2 separate regions of the Ctenopharyngodon idella genome follow, and region 2 is linked to region 1. The links are chromatin contacts, called in public Hi-C maps. All regions are on one chromosome and are shown on one strand. The core of a region is the stretch at or near the end of the contact, and the rest is flanking DNA. Distances in the headings are between cores, read along the strand shown. Region 1 holds the start of tomm20a (translocase of outer mitochondrial membrane 20). Region 2 holds the start of LOC127525515 (tripartite motif-containing protein 16-like).

Region 1 (6,857 bases), core at 2,211-4,710:
AAAATTCTGTCATCATTTACTCTTTCTCAAGTTGTTCCAACCCTGTATGAATTTATTTCTTCTGCTGAAGAATATGGATAACCAAACAGTTGATGGACCCCATTAACTTCCATAGTAGGAAAAAAATACTATAGAAGTCAATGGGGTCCATCAACTGTTTGGTTACCAAAATGTCTTCTTTTGTGTTCAGCAGAAGAAATAAATTCATACAGGTTTGGAACAACTTGAGAATGAGGAAATGATGACAAAATTTTCATTTTTGGGTGAACTATCGCTTTAATTTCTTTTCAACTGAAGAAGGAAGGACATGAACATCATGGATGACGTGGGTGTGAGTAAATCTGAATTTAAATTCTGAAGTGAACTAATCCTTTAAAGCGATAAAATGAAAATAAAAATGAAAGTCCGTTCATGTCGTTCCAAACTCATTTGATGTTATTTTCCTGTGCAACACAAAAGCAGACGCTTCTTTTTCATACAACAGCAGTTCATCTCCAAAAGCACCAATAATAGTCGTCCATATGACATTAATTTCAGTCTTGTTCCACACACAGATCTATATGATTCAGAAGCACATTTGTCATGTGATGCACGGGAAAATAACCTGAGGATGAGTGAATGTTCATTTCTGGGTGAAGTATAAGGAGAACCAAGGAACATCATCATTTGACTTCATCTGTAGTCTGATCATCATCACTGACTCGGTTTAAAGGTGGCGCGTCGCTCTCTTTACTTCTCAAAACATTTGTGCTTTCATCCTGCATCCTTCATCTGACCAGGCAAAGGGTTACGACGGTGAAGACGTGCGTTTATACCGAGAAGTCATGTGTGTGTGTGTACAATGCTGAAGACATCTTTCCTTTGTATAGACTCCCTGTTGTATCATAACCTGAAGGACTGTACCGTTTAGCACTTGTATGTAATTGTATGCCTTTGTTATACATTTGTATATTGAGAAGTGTGTTTTGAGTCGAGCTATTTAATATCTTGCACTGTTAATACCATGTACGTTTTCTGTACAGTTTTACTGTTTTAACTGTAGCGTCTGTGTGCGTTCGGAAGGTAAAAGCATGTCCATTTTCTTTTTCGTTCTTTCACTTCGGTAGGAGTTTGTTACGATTCAGTTTCTCACTTTTCCGTTTCCTTCTTGTCTGTGCGTTTCTGTTCAACTGTGCTTGTACTTGGCTTTTTTTTTTTTTTATAATGTGGTATTTTCCAATCTGTACATGAAATGTAAAGTTTTATGGATCTTTACAAAAATGTTCAGACTGTTTGTAACGCGAGAAAGAGAGAGAAAGTGACAAAGCTTAACGGAAAGTTCTATCATATTTATTAAGCTCATCAGAAGATGGACAGTGTGTAATTTATTGTACAAATGTAAGCAGAAAAGCCTTTGAAATAAATGCCATAGTTTGTGACCTCTAATGTCCACTTGACTGTGTATCACAGATGATTGATGCTAAATGCAATTTTGGACAAACACAACTGTTGGGTTTAAACATTTTATGGGTTTGTCCATATTTGGTTGAAACAACCCAGCATTTTTTTAGTGTTTCGGCCACGAAATAAAAAAGGTAAAAGAGGCTCATCTCACAATTGTGAGGAAAAAAAAGTACAGTAATTGCGAATACAGTTATAAACTCGGATTTGTGAGGAATAAGTCAGAACTACTGGTTTATATATTGCAATTCTGACTTTTTTTTCCTCAAAATTCTGAGTTTATAGCAAAAGAGTCACAATTATCTTTTTTATTCTGTGGTGGAAACAAGTTTCCATAGTATTTTTGCCTGTTTGTGATGTAAAATATCTTCTGAAGAATATCCATTTATATATTTATAAAGGGTATATACGTATTTTTACACCCTACACACACACACATATACAGTGCTCAGTGTAAATGAGTACACCCCCTTTGAAAAGTAACATTTTAAACAATATCTCAATGAACACAAACAATTTCCAAAATGTTTAATATAACATCTGTTTAACTTATAACATGAAAGAAAGTAAGGTTAATAATATAACTTAGAGAACAACATTTTCAGTTTTACTCAAATTAGGGTGATGCAAAAATGAGTACACCCCACTGAAAGTCTCTGGAGCAAAGCTAAATTTTAGACTACAAATGTCTAATTTAACAAGGATTCAACCACAGGTGAGTCTAATTATTCATCACACAGGTGTCCAGCAGACAGTTGACTATAAAAGGGTGTTAAAACCCCTTCCCATTTCATGCTGTCAGCAATGGCACCACATGGAAGAGAAATGAAAATAATTTCTTTACACCAGAAAGGTGAAGGCTACAAGAAGATCAGCAAAGCTTTACTTATCAGTCAGAATACTGTAGCAAAAGTGGTACAAAAATTTAAAAAAAGGAACTGCTGCATCTCACAGAGACGTCCGGGTCGTCCACGGAAGTTAACACCTCGACAGGAGCGTCTTCTGAGGAGAAGGGTTGAAGAAAATCGGCATGCAAGTTCACTGCAGTTATCTAAAGAAGTAGAAAGACAAACTGGGGTGACTATTTCCCGTGACACAATACGGCGTACACTGCAGAGGAATGGCGTGCATGGGTGCCGTCCACGAAAGAAGCCTCTCCTAAAGCCCAGGCACAAAAAAGCCCGTCTAGAGTTTGCCAGGGCCCATGCTGACAAAGATGAAGACTACTGGGACTCTATACTCTGGAGTGATGAGACCAAGATAAATGTTTTTGGAACTGATGGCTTCAAAACTGTATGTCGTCACAAAGGTGAGGAACACAAAGAAAAATGCCTACAGTGAAACATGGTGTTGACAGTGTCCTCATGTGGGGCTGCATTTCATTGATGGCATCATGAATTCACAGATGTACTGCTCTATACTGAAAGAGAAGCTGCTACCATCACTCCGTGCCCTTGGTCGTCGTGCACTTTTCCAACAAGACAATGATCCTAAACACATTTCTGAAGAAGAACAGGGTGAAAGTGATTCAGTGGCTCCTGATCTGAACCCAATCGAACCCAACTCTTTAGTTCATAGGTTCTTCGATTAAAAAAAACAAAACAAGCTATAGCCGAGAGTCTTATGAAGACTGAATTATTACACTAATAAGAAGCATTAAATAATGTAGTAATGTTGTTACTGATGCTAGTAGTTAAATTTAAAGGGTTACTGACAAAATGCTTTTATATACAATTCCAGTCTATATTAGTTAAAAAAGTTCTATAAATATGATTTTTGTAAATAAATGTGGTCACTGTGGTGAATGTTTTTTTATTTTATTCGGATATTAACATTATACATGCACTTTCGTTCAAATGCAAATATTAAACAAACTGAAAAAGCACTGTCTATGCTTTTTTTATTAGTATACTTGCATTTATGAATTTGAAATCAGGTGAAGTAAATTAATAAAATAAACGTTTATTTATCCTCTTTATAATATTCAACGAAGCCACAAAGTGCATATTAATCTTTCAGGCGTTTGCAGCGAACACCTCCACAGTGATTCCGTCACTCAGAGGGGTCCTTCCGCCGCTCTCTGTGAGCACGTGCACCAGGAGCAGTAGCTGCAGAAGCTGTCCGTTAACGGCGCCGCGATGATAGGCGGCAAACCGAGCGCGATCGCCGCAGGCGTCTGTGGCGCGCTCTTCATCGGGTACTGTATCTATTTCGACAGAAAACGACGCAGCGATCCGAACTTCAAAACCAAACTGCGTGAACGTGAGTCACGAGATCGACGAGACTAGTTAACACTAGAACGCTGTTTGCGTAAAACTGGTTAGTTTTACTTTTTATGCAGTAAGCTGGTGTTTAGACTATAGCACCATGTCTTGATCTTAAATAGCAGGTCAGTCACGTTCAGATAATGGACTTATTTTGACCCACGATGCACTTAGTAATGCTTCATTGAGTCGGTTCCTTTGAATGACTCGTATGAACGCTTCACCTGTGAGTCATAAAGTGATTCCATGCTGTCCGATCTGTTTAAACATTGAATGGCGTTACCAAGAGTAAATATCGCCTTTTGTAAGTGTAGTTACAGATGAGGAAGAGTCGTATAATAATTATATACTGAATACAACTTAATACAGTTATATGTAAAAATCTGTAGTTTCATGTGCTGTTTTCTTCTTTTTTTTTAGGGAGGAAGAAGCAAAGAACCGCTCAAGATAAATCTGGACTCGCTCAAGTAAGTCAAAAATCTGATCCCATTTAGATGTTTATGAGGGTGAATCCTGTCGTTCCTCTAGAGCAGGAGTTTTCAGTCGGTTTTTAAATGCCTCGGACCCCAAATTTTGATCATCCATGTGTGAGGGACCACATCCTAACATTTATAAGACAAATATTATTTGTCTTGTAAATGTTATAATGTCTTATAAAAATATATATATATATATATATATATATATATATATATATATATATATCATTATTATTTTTTCTATAACTATAATAGTTATGTATGCATGTTATTTTAGGTTTCTATTTAAACCGTCTTTATTTATTGTAATCAATTTATTTAGATTTTATTTTTTATTTTTTTATTATTTAAATCATTAAAAAAAAGTTTTATTCGATTTTTATTTTAATAATCTTTTTCATTTATTTTAATAACTTTTTCAATTTAATCTTTCCACTTAATCTTTTTTTTTTTTTTTTAATCAAATTTTGTAGTTAGGTCTTAATTTATTATTTTTCTCTGAGTTTTTCAGTGGACCTCTTTACTATAATAGTTATGTATGCATGTTATTTATTATTTAAATCATTTTTATTATTGTAGGATTCTATTTTAACTGTCTTATTTATTGCAATCCAATTTAGTTCTTATTTTTTATTAATTTATTCAGATCTTTTTAATTTATTTTAATCAATTATTTTATTAGATTTATTATTTTTTACATTTTTTTTTATTTTATTTTAGGTTTTTATTTTAACCGTCTTTATTGTAATCCAATTTAGTTAGATCTTATTTTTATTACCTTTTTTTTAAATTCATTTTTATTTATTCAGATTATTTTTTAATTTATTTTAATCAATTTTTATTTTAATTTTCATTTATTTAATTTTTTTTTATTCAATTAATTTTTTTCATTTAATCTTTTATTTAATCAAATTTTGTAGTTAGGTATTAATTAATTTATTATTGCATTTTTTTATTTTATTTTTAATTTATTTTAATCTTATTTAATTATTTTAATTTATCATATTTTTTTCATTCAATTCTTTTTTTTTTTTATTTTTTTATGTATTTAATCAAATTTTGTAGTTAGGTCTTATTTATTATTTATTTTTTTCTCTCTCACTCTACATTTTTCCATGGACCCCCATACTCAGAGTCGCAGACCCCAGTTTGAAAACGCTTTATGAAGGTGAAAGTTTGGTCATATGCATGAGATTGTCCATCTTTATCTTTCAGCTGCCAGATCTTAAAGATGCCGCAGCCGTGCAGAAGTTTTTCCTGGATGAGATTCAGCTGGGCGAGGAGCTGCTGGCTCAGGGTGAGGCGTCCGTCTCAGTATCATCTGTACTGGGTTTCTAAATACACTGCCTGCCATGAAGTACTAAATGCCCAAATGTTTTCCTCAGGAGACTACGAGAAGGGTGTGGATCACCTGACCAACGCCATCGCTGTGTGCGGCCAACCACAGCAGCTCCTGCAGGTGCTACAGCAGACGTTACCGCAGCCTGTCTTCCAGATGCTGCTCACCAAACTACCGTCGATCAGCCAGGTGAGCGCGACACGTCTCTGCACTCAGGTGTGCCGTCCTGTGCATTCTTTAAAAACCCCCCACAAGCTGCCTGTCGCTTTTTGGGACAAGAAAGAATGCGAGAGAAAAACCAAGAACTATCCAAAGCTAAATGTCTGTGCAGTGACTCTTAGCTATTTCACCTCTTGAACATTCAAATATCTGTCATTGACATTTATGCGACACATGCTGTGAGTAGAGCTGACCTTGTGTTAACCTTTTCACAGCGGATAGTAAGTTCTCAGAGTCTGGAGGAAGATGATGTCGAGTGAAACGTGACATTCCTTTCTGTGTGACGAACCAGCAACGGACCTTCTGATCTTCATCTCTCTCGTCTTTTGTTTTTCCTGTTGCACATCTGTCCTGACCACTGCACTCACTGTGTGTTCCTGGTGTTTGCATTGACATTGTTCATATAAAATGGATGTATTTTTATTCTAAACATGATCTACCGTAATCACGTATTTGAATGCAAATGAAAACGTCAGGTTAAGAATATACTATTTTAATTACAAGCTAAGTTCATAAGCACTCAGTTCCTTTAACGTGTCATTTAGATATTTCTTATGTTTAGTGGTTGATCATATATTAAGGATGAATCTATTTGCAATGTTAATCAGATGTTTTTGTTTATGAATGTTGTTTTTTGGCATATTTGTATGCACTGAACTTTAAATAATAGATTCTTCTTTGTATTCATTAAATAATTTAATCAAGAATGTCTTTTCGCTCACGTTATTTATGCATTTATTCTTGTGTGTTTGCTGTATTTCTGATGCACATTCACTCCAATGCTGCTGATTAGTTCAAGATTGCAGTGCTCTTCCTCTAGGAGGCAGTGCAATATAAACTAACTTTAGTTGAGGGGAATTGATGAGACATGAGGAGGATTTTTAAAACATCTATCCTGGTTTAATAGGCAAATACAGTAGACTATAACTTCTTTTTTTTGTTCAAAATTAACATTTAAATGAGTCAAATAATTAATCTTAATTCCAAAACGTGTTTTTGTCTTACCCTGATTCACTATGGTAAGCCTATTATGAGCGTTTATATTTTAGACCTGTCGGGATGGTTTTCGCGGGAATTTGCGTACATACGTCACTCGCTTCTGCGTGTCTCGTCATA
Region 2 (6,857 bases), core at 2,824-5,323, 190 kb after region 1:
ATTGATTTTAATCGCTAGATCAACATTGCCCCCTTGTGTCCAATTCTGGCAATTATCAATGCCTCTCTAAAATAAAAAGCTGACTGTGCAACCCAGCATTAAATGTCACTAGTATCTTATCCTAAAAAATTAGATATGTTTTGCATAAAGAAAATGATGCGTATTTATTTATTTTTTCCCAGTGCACGATGAACACAGCTGATTGTTTTGTCTGTGCAGTTCTTCTATAGAAGACCTCTGGATTTGACCTCATATTTCACTAAAACTATAGTGCATTGAATTAAAGGACATTTTTTTTTGCAGTTTACATATCTTTACCTTTTATGGGTCAGTTCTTCTGTGTTACAGTAATGTTGTTAACCCTCCTCTGTGAAACTGAAGCACAGCACAACTCACTTTGACATTGATTTTCTTCTTGAGCTTTCAGACATAATGGGCAGCTCTCTGACTGTGAACAGTGAAAATCAATAGTGCCGTCTGAAGCTGCTGGATGTGATCAGTGATTCTCTTATACAGACACTCAAACTTCACACACGGGTTTGTGATGCTTCAAAGCAAGTATGAATACTGACAATTCTGTCAAATAAGCACTTGAATCTATATTAAATATTAACAATGTGTTTGCAATGATTTTTGATTCTGCTGGCAATATTAAAAAAGCTTTTACTTTCTATTTGGCATTAAGTGCTTTTGCGTTGCTATAATAATAATACAATGCATTACAAGCAAATGTAATGTGAATGCATCATTGCTCAAATGTTAATGGACATCTCTGCCTTTTTCAGAACACAAATAGAGTGATGTACTGTAGTAAATCACAAAAGGTTGAAAAAACATTTTTAAAATCATCTTTGGGGTTTTCACTTTGCAAATTTTCATAAAATGCTGTTTTGCAACAGTAAGAGAATAAACCAAATCTGGACTCAGAGATGATTTTATGCAAATTACAATTCCACATGCCACAGTATTTTCCCTCCAGTGACAGATATTTGACTTATGTACGTGCAGGAGCTTGTAAATGAAGAACATAACAGGCTCAGAGGGTTATGTAATCAAAATTGAGATAAAAGAAATACATAAATGTGGATGTGATCACTGCTTCTCTTAAGCAGACACTCAGATCACCGCGTTTGTTGGCTAAAACCTCACAGACAAGCAAATATAGAGAATTGTATGTCAATTACTCAATCAAAAACTAACTTTTATTATTGTGATTTAAATCCAAGCGTGCCACACGAGTCCTGAAAAGTGAAGCCAAAGCGTCTTGATCGCCCCCAGGTGGCTGGATGTAGTATAGGTCATAAAATTTAACAAAGATGGTTTCTGTCATTTTAGGCAGTTTTTATCACACTGATGTTAGTTAAAGTGTTCGTTTCTTAAATATGTTTGTTTTTATTTATAAAAACGCGGGTTTTGACGTCATGATTGACAGCTGAGATTGACAGCTTCTCTCAGCGTAGTAGTCACTGAAGCGCCAACGGACTTTTTTCTGGATCATCGGGAGGAGATTGGAGCTTTAACTTTATTTATACATTACCAGAACTGTTTATTTTAGACTGATGTAATGTTGTTCTGCAGTATTAACCGATTCTGTGCGAGTTTGGGCGGGACCTTGATATCGCGGCTGCACTTCGCGCTCACTACTGCGCAGACTCGGGCTCCAAGTTCACTATGCGCAGACTCGAGACTCAAGATGTCAGCGCCATATTGGCACACTGGCGGCTTGCCAGCTTCACTTACTACAATGCATGAGAGTTAAGGTGCGTCATCCATCTTTTTTTACAGTTTATGTTTAAATCACTGGGTTATATTCTGGGTTCAGAATATCATCTTACCGCATAGGCTAAATGCGTAAATTACTGACGTGACAACAAAAATGAATTGTATTGAATTATTGAGATATTGTATGAACCTACTGAATTGTATCTATAGACCAGGGTTGCCAGGTTTTCACAACAATTGCTACTTAAAACTAGCCCACTCTCGTTTCAGACGGGTTCCCCGGTAAAAAACGTTTTCCGGGGGTAAAATACGCATAATTCTGCATATCACTGCAATTGCAGGTTTCAAACAGAGATGGCGACTAAGAGGCAAATCTTACGGACAGCAGCTTCAAATATTATTTCATGCTGTAATTGCTATGTCCCAGGCCTATGTGAATATTATGTAGACTTACTGTTTACATCAAATTCATGAAGGTGACGTAACTGTGACGTCTGCTCCAAATTGGTCTATTGGGTTACTTATTATTAAACATTAATAAATGTCTGTCTATGGCAGCCCCTAGAACCATTTGATTACATTTGGCACAATGCATATAGCCTATATATATATATACAAACCCGATTCCAAAAAAGTTGGGACACTGTACAATTTGTGAATAAAAAAGGAATGCAATAATTTACAAATCTCATAAACTTATATTTTATTCACAATAGAATATAGATAACATATCAAATGTTGAAAGTGAGACATTTTGAAATGTCATGCCAAATATTGGCTCATTTTGGATTTCATGAGAGCTACACATTCCAAAAAAGTTGGGGACAGGTAGCAGTAAGAGGCCGGAAAAGTTAAATGTACATATAAGGAACAGCTGGAGGACCAATTTGCAACTTATTAGGTCAATTGGCAACATGATTGGGTATAAAAAGAGCCTCTCAGAGTGGCAGTGTCTCTCAGAAGTCAAGATGGGCAGAGGATCACCAATTCCCCCAATGCTGCGGCGAAAAATAGTGGAGCAATATCAGAAAGGAGTTTCTCAGAGAAAAACTGCAAAGAGTTTGAAGTTATCATCATCTACATTGCATAATATCATTTAAAGATTCAGAGAATCTGGAACAATCTCTGTGCATAAGGGTCAAGGCCGGAAAACCATACTGGATGCCCGTGATCTTCGGGCCCTTAGACGGCACTGCATCACATACAGGAATGCTACTGTAATGGAAATCACAACATGGGCTCAGGAATACTTCCAGAAAACATTGTTGGTGAACACAATCCACCGTGCCATTCGCCGTTGCCGGCTTAAACTGTATAGGTCAAAAAAGAAGCCATATCTAAACATGATCCAGAAGCGCAGGCGTTTTCTCTGGGCCAAGGCTCATTTAAAATGGACTGTGGCAAAGTGGAAAACTGTTCTGTGGTCAGACGAATCAAAATTTGAAGTTATTTTTGGAAAACTGGGACGCCATGTCATCCGGACTAAAGAGGACAAGGACAACCCAAGTTGTTATCAGCGCTCAGTTCAGAAGCCTGCATCTCTGATGGTATGGGGTTGCATGAGTGCGTGTGGCATGGGCAGCTTACGCATCTGGAAAGGCACCATCAATGCTGAAAGGTAAATCCAAGTTCTAGAACAACATATGCTCCCATCCAGACGTCGTCTCTTTCAGGGAAGACCTTGCATTTTCCAACATGACAATGCCAGACCACATACTGCATCAATTACAACATCATGGCTGCGTAGAAGAAGGATCCGGGTACTGAAATGGCCAGCCTGCAGTCCAGATCTTTCACCCATAGAAAACATTTGGCGCATCATAAAGAGGAAGATGCGACAAAGAAGACCTAAGACAGTTAAGCAACTAGAAGCCTGTATTAGACAAGAATGGGACAACATTCCTATTCCTAAACTTGAGCAACTTGTCTCCTCAGTCCCAAGACGTTTGCAGACTGTTATAAAAAGAAGAGGGGATGACACACAGTGGTAAACATGGCCTTGTCCCAGCTTTTTTGAGATGTGTTGATGCCATGAAATTTAAAATCAACTTATTTTTCCCTTAAAATGATACATTTTCTCAGTTTAAACATTTGATATGTCATCTATATTGTATTCTGAATAAAATATTGAAATTTGAAACTTCCACCTCATTGCATTCCTTTTTTATTCACAATTTGTACAGTGTCCCAACTTTTTTGGAATCGGGTTTGTTTATATATATATATATATATATATATATATATATATATATATATATATATATATAATGCTCTGTATATTTGTATGTATTTCAATGAAAATATTCTTTGTTATATTAGTTTCTGTGCATCTCATTGATTGAGGTCTAATCCAAAGTCCTGTCTGGGAGGTTCACAAGGTTTTATAATGGAGGAAAGAGGTTATTTGAACAGTTTCAGATTGACCATCTGCAGTTCAGCAGCGCCGCCTGCTGGTGATTATAAAAATAACAGCAGTGCTTGTGTTTGTACACTAGCTGGTAAAAGGTTCAATATGTACTCAGTAAGTGCAGTTCTAAAAATTATTGTTTGAAGCAGAATAGTTTTATATTATTACCTTCTTGAATTAACCATATAGACTTGGGACAAATATCTGGCTTGTTAAAGTATTAAAATGACACCAATGTCAGGGAGTTAAAACAGATATCTATTTATTATACTGTTTTTTTCTTACTCAGCTTCCTTATGATACTGTTAGAGATAATTAGATAATGTTACTATAAACACTGACAGCAAATCACACCATAAAACTGGGAATAAGTCACACCCTGCGGATATAAAGCTTCCAGCAGAGAGAAATAGAAACTAAACTGTTCTCATACTACATGCGTGAAATGGCAGATTCCAGTATTTCAGTGTATCAGGATCAGTTCGTCTGTCCCGTGTGTTTGGATCTCCTGAAGGATCCGGTGACCATCCCATGTGGACACAGTTACTGTATGAACTGTATTACAGGTTACTGGAATCAGGATGATCAGATGGGAATCTGCAGCTGTCCACAGTGCAGACGGATCTTCACGCCGAGGCCTGCTTTAGGTAAGAACGTGTTGATTTCTGAAATGATGGTGAAGCTGAAGAAGACACAACTCCAAACGGCTGTTCCTGGAGACGTGCAGTGTGACGTTTGCACTGGAGAGAAACACAAAGCGGTCAAGTCCTGTCTGGTGTGTCTGAACTCGTACTGTCAAACTCATTTTGAGCATCATGAGGAGTTTCACCCTGGTAAACGACACAAGGTGATCGAAGCTACTGGACGACTGCAGGAGATGATCTGCCCAAAACACGATAAGCTTCTGGAGGTTTTCTGTCGTACCGACAAGAAATGTATTTGTATTCTGTGTACGCTGGATGAACACAGAAATCATGACACCGTATCAGCTGCAGAAGAAATGACAACGTTGCAGGTATTATGATGGAATTAAACTCGTCAGTGCTACTAGGTTGGTTTGGTTACACTTTATTTCGATTGTCCACTTGAGACAATACTAACAACTTTGCAACTGCATGTCAACTAACTCTCAGAGTATTAGGCTGTTTGGGTTAGTAGAATAAGTTGACATGTAGTTGCAAAGTTATAATCAGTAAATGTCTGTCGGGGAGCATCAAAATAAAGTGTTAGCAGATATTAAGCAGTCTACTATTACTCTAATGACTGCTAGTTGACATGTAGTTACAAAGTTATTTATAGTTGGTAGAATGTCTAAAGTGGACCGTCAAAATAAAAGGTTTTGCCTAGATCTCAGTATAGGCTAAAGGATAATGTACAGTATTTTCTTTAAACAAATTAAAGTAGGTAGCATCAATCTGTCGTTTGCTGATATTAAAGTTCGTATCAAACCTACTTAGACTTACTGAACTGTAAATTTTATTTAGCCTACACCAATCATAAATGTTAATTTATACATTCAAGATCTGCCGTCATCCACACTGACATGTTCGGTTATCTTGTTAAGAACATGAAAATAATAAAATGAGAATCAATAAACTTTTTATATAGGCTATATATTTAATATAATATTAGTATTTTCAGGGCTGGATGGAGCCAGTTCAAAATGTATAGATACACGTCAAACGATTTGCAAATCAAATATAGTGGGGTTTTCTGTATCTATTTTTTGGAAATATAAAATATGTCCCCAACTAGAGTCCCCCCGAGTGAATCTTGGCCATTTCTACCACTGATTATGACTTCGAATTCAATTGCTACTCAAAACTAGCCCAATGGCGTTTCGGTGGTTAAAATCCACGTTTTTTTGGCAGGCTTCCCCTGGTAAAATTCGCATTCTAGGGGCTAAACATCATGCATAATCACGTAATTATTTTGTTATATTTGGGGGCTGTTTAACGACAATGTTTTCAACTAAAAACGTTAAACTTTTTATGTGTTTTGGCCGTTCATTTACACGACAACAGCGTTTTGGGTGCCTGAAAATGCAAACTTTTGAAAACTATATCGTTATCGTCTCCATGTAAACTAATAAAACACGAATTTGTGAAAATGTAGGCGCGTAGTGTTTCTTTACAAAGTGACATCACCAACTACTGGACTAGCATGAATAATACACCGTTTTTAATCGTTTTCACAGATCCGTGTGAAAGGGGATTGTTTTGACAACGCTGTCGCCTGTACGCGAAAAATGCAAAGGAAAAACTTTTCCGTTTTTAAGTACGCTGTTGTTGTGTAAACATAGGGGAGAGTGGGGTAAGATGAGCCATTTTTTTTACTTGTGTGGTCCTCAAGATAAGGGAAAATGAGGCAGAAGTACAATGAAAGCATTTAAAGTAATTTCAGGATGTTTCCTATCATTTTAAATGATCAGAATACATCTATGACTAAGGGCTCTAAAAATATGGCTTCTTATAAAAAAGTGTTCCTCTGGCTCAATTTACCCCAGGTTAGGGGTAAGTTGAGCCAAGTCAGTAGGTGGGTGTAAACTGACCATCTAACTGAATCTGAATCAAACCCATGTGAAATTTTACAGATGATGTACATATTTTAAAACTAATTTAATAATCAAATTTCCTTTTACAAATATTCTTTGTAAAAATATTTTACAAATATTTCTTTTTTTAAAGCTAAATTAAACAACATAAAACCAACCAAATGAAGTTGATAT

Evidence for each region. Hi-C and Micro-C count contacts between places; a contact is called where the count stands out from the background.
Region 2: a contact with region 1 is called in a Hi-C map of muscle, with 7 times the contacts expected there. The contact joins the promoter of LOC127525515 here to the promoter of tomm20a in region 1. A contact is called at or near these places in 2 of 2 Hi-C or Micro-C datasets (both in muscle).

Annotation. Positions count from the first base shown.
Region 1 is chr13:26,804,465-26,811,321 of HZGC01, forward strand. It overlaps tomm20a (translocase of outer mitochondrial membrane 20), which reads left to right and starts at 3,461. Exons shown (of 5, transcript XM_051916135.1): 1 at 3,461-3,702; 2 at 4,125-4,171; 3 at 5,399-5,480; 4 at 5,569-5,711; 5 at 5,957-6,448. The coding sequence starts at 3,579. The coding sequence ends at 6,001. LOC127525603 (small nucleolar RNA SNORA14) reads left to right here and starts at 5,751; the gene lies at 5,751-5,885. It overlaps LOC127524546 (a long non-coding RNA gene), which reads left to right and starts at 6,667. Exons shown (of 10, transcript XR_007933078.1): 1 at 6,667-6,857.
Region 2 is chr13:26,989,537-26,996,393 of HZGC01, forward strand. LOC127525515 (tripartite motif-containing protein 16-like) reads left to right here and starts at 4,074. Exons shown (of 6, transcript XM_051918109.1): 1 at 4,074-5,144. The coding sequence starts at 4,566.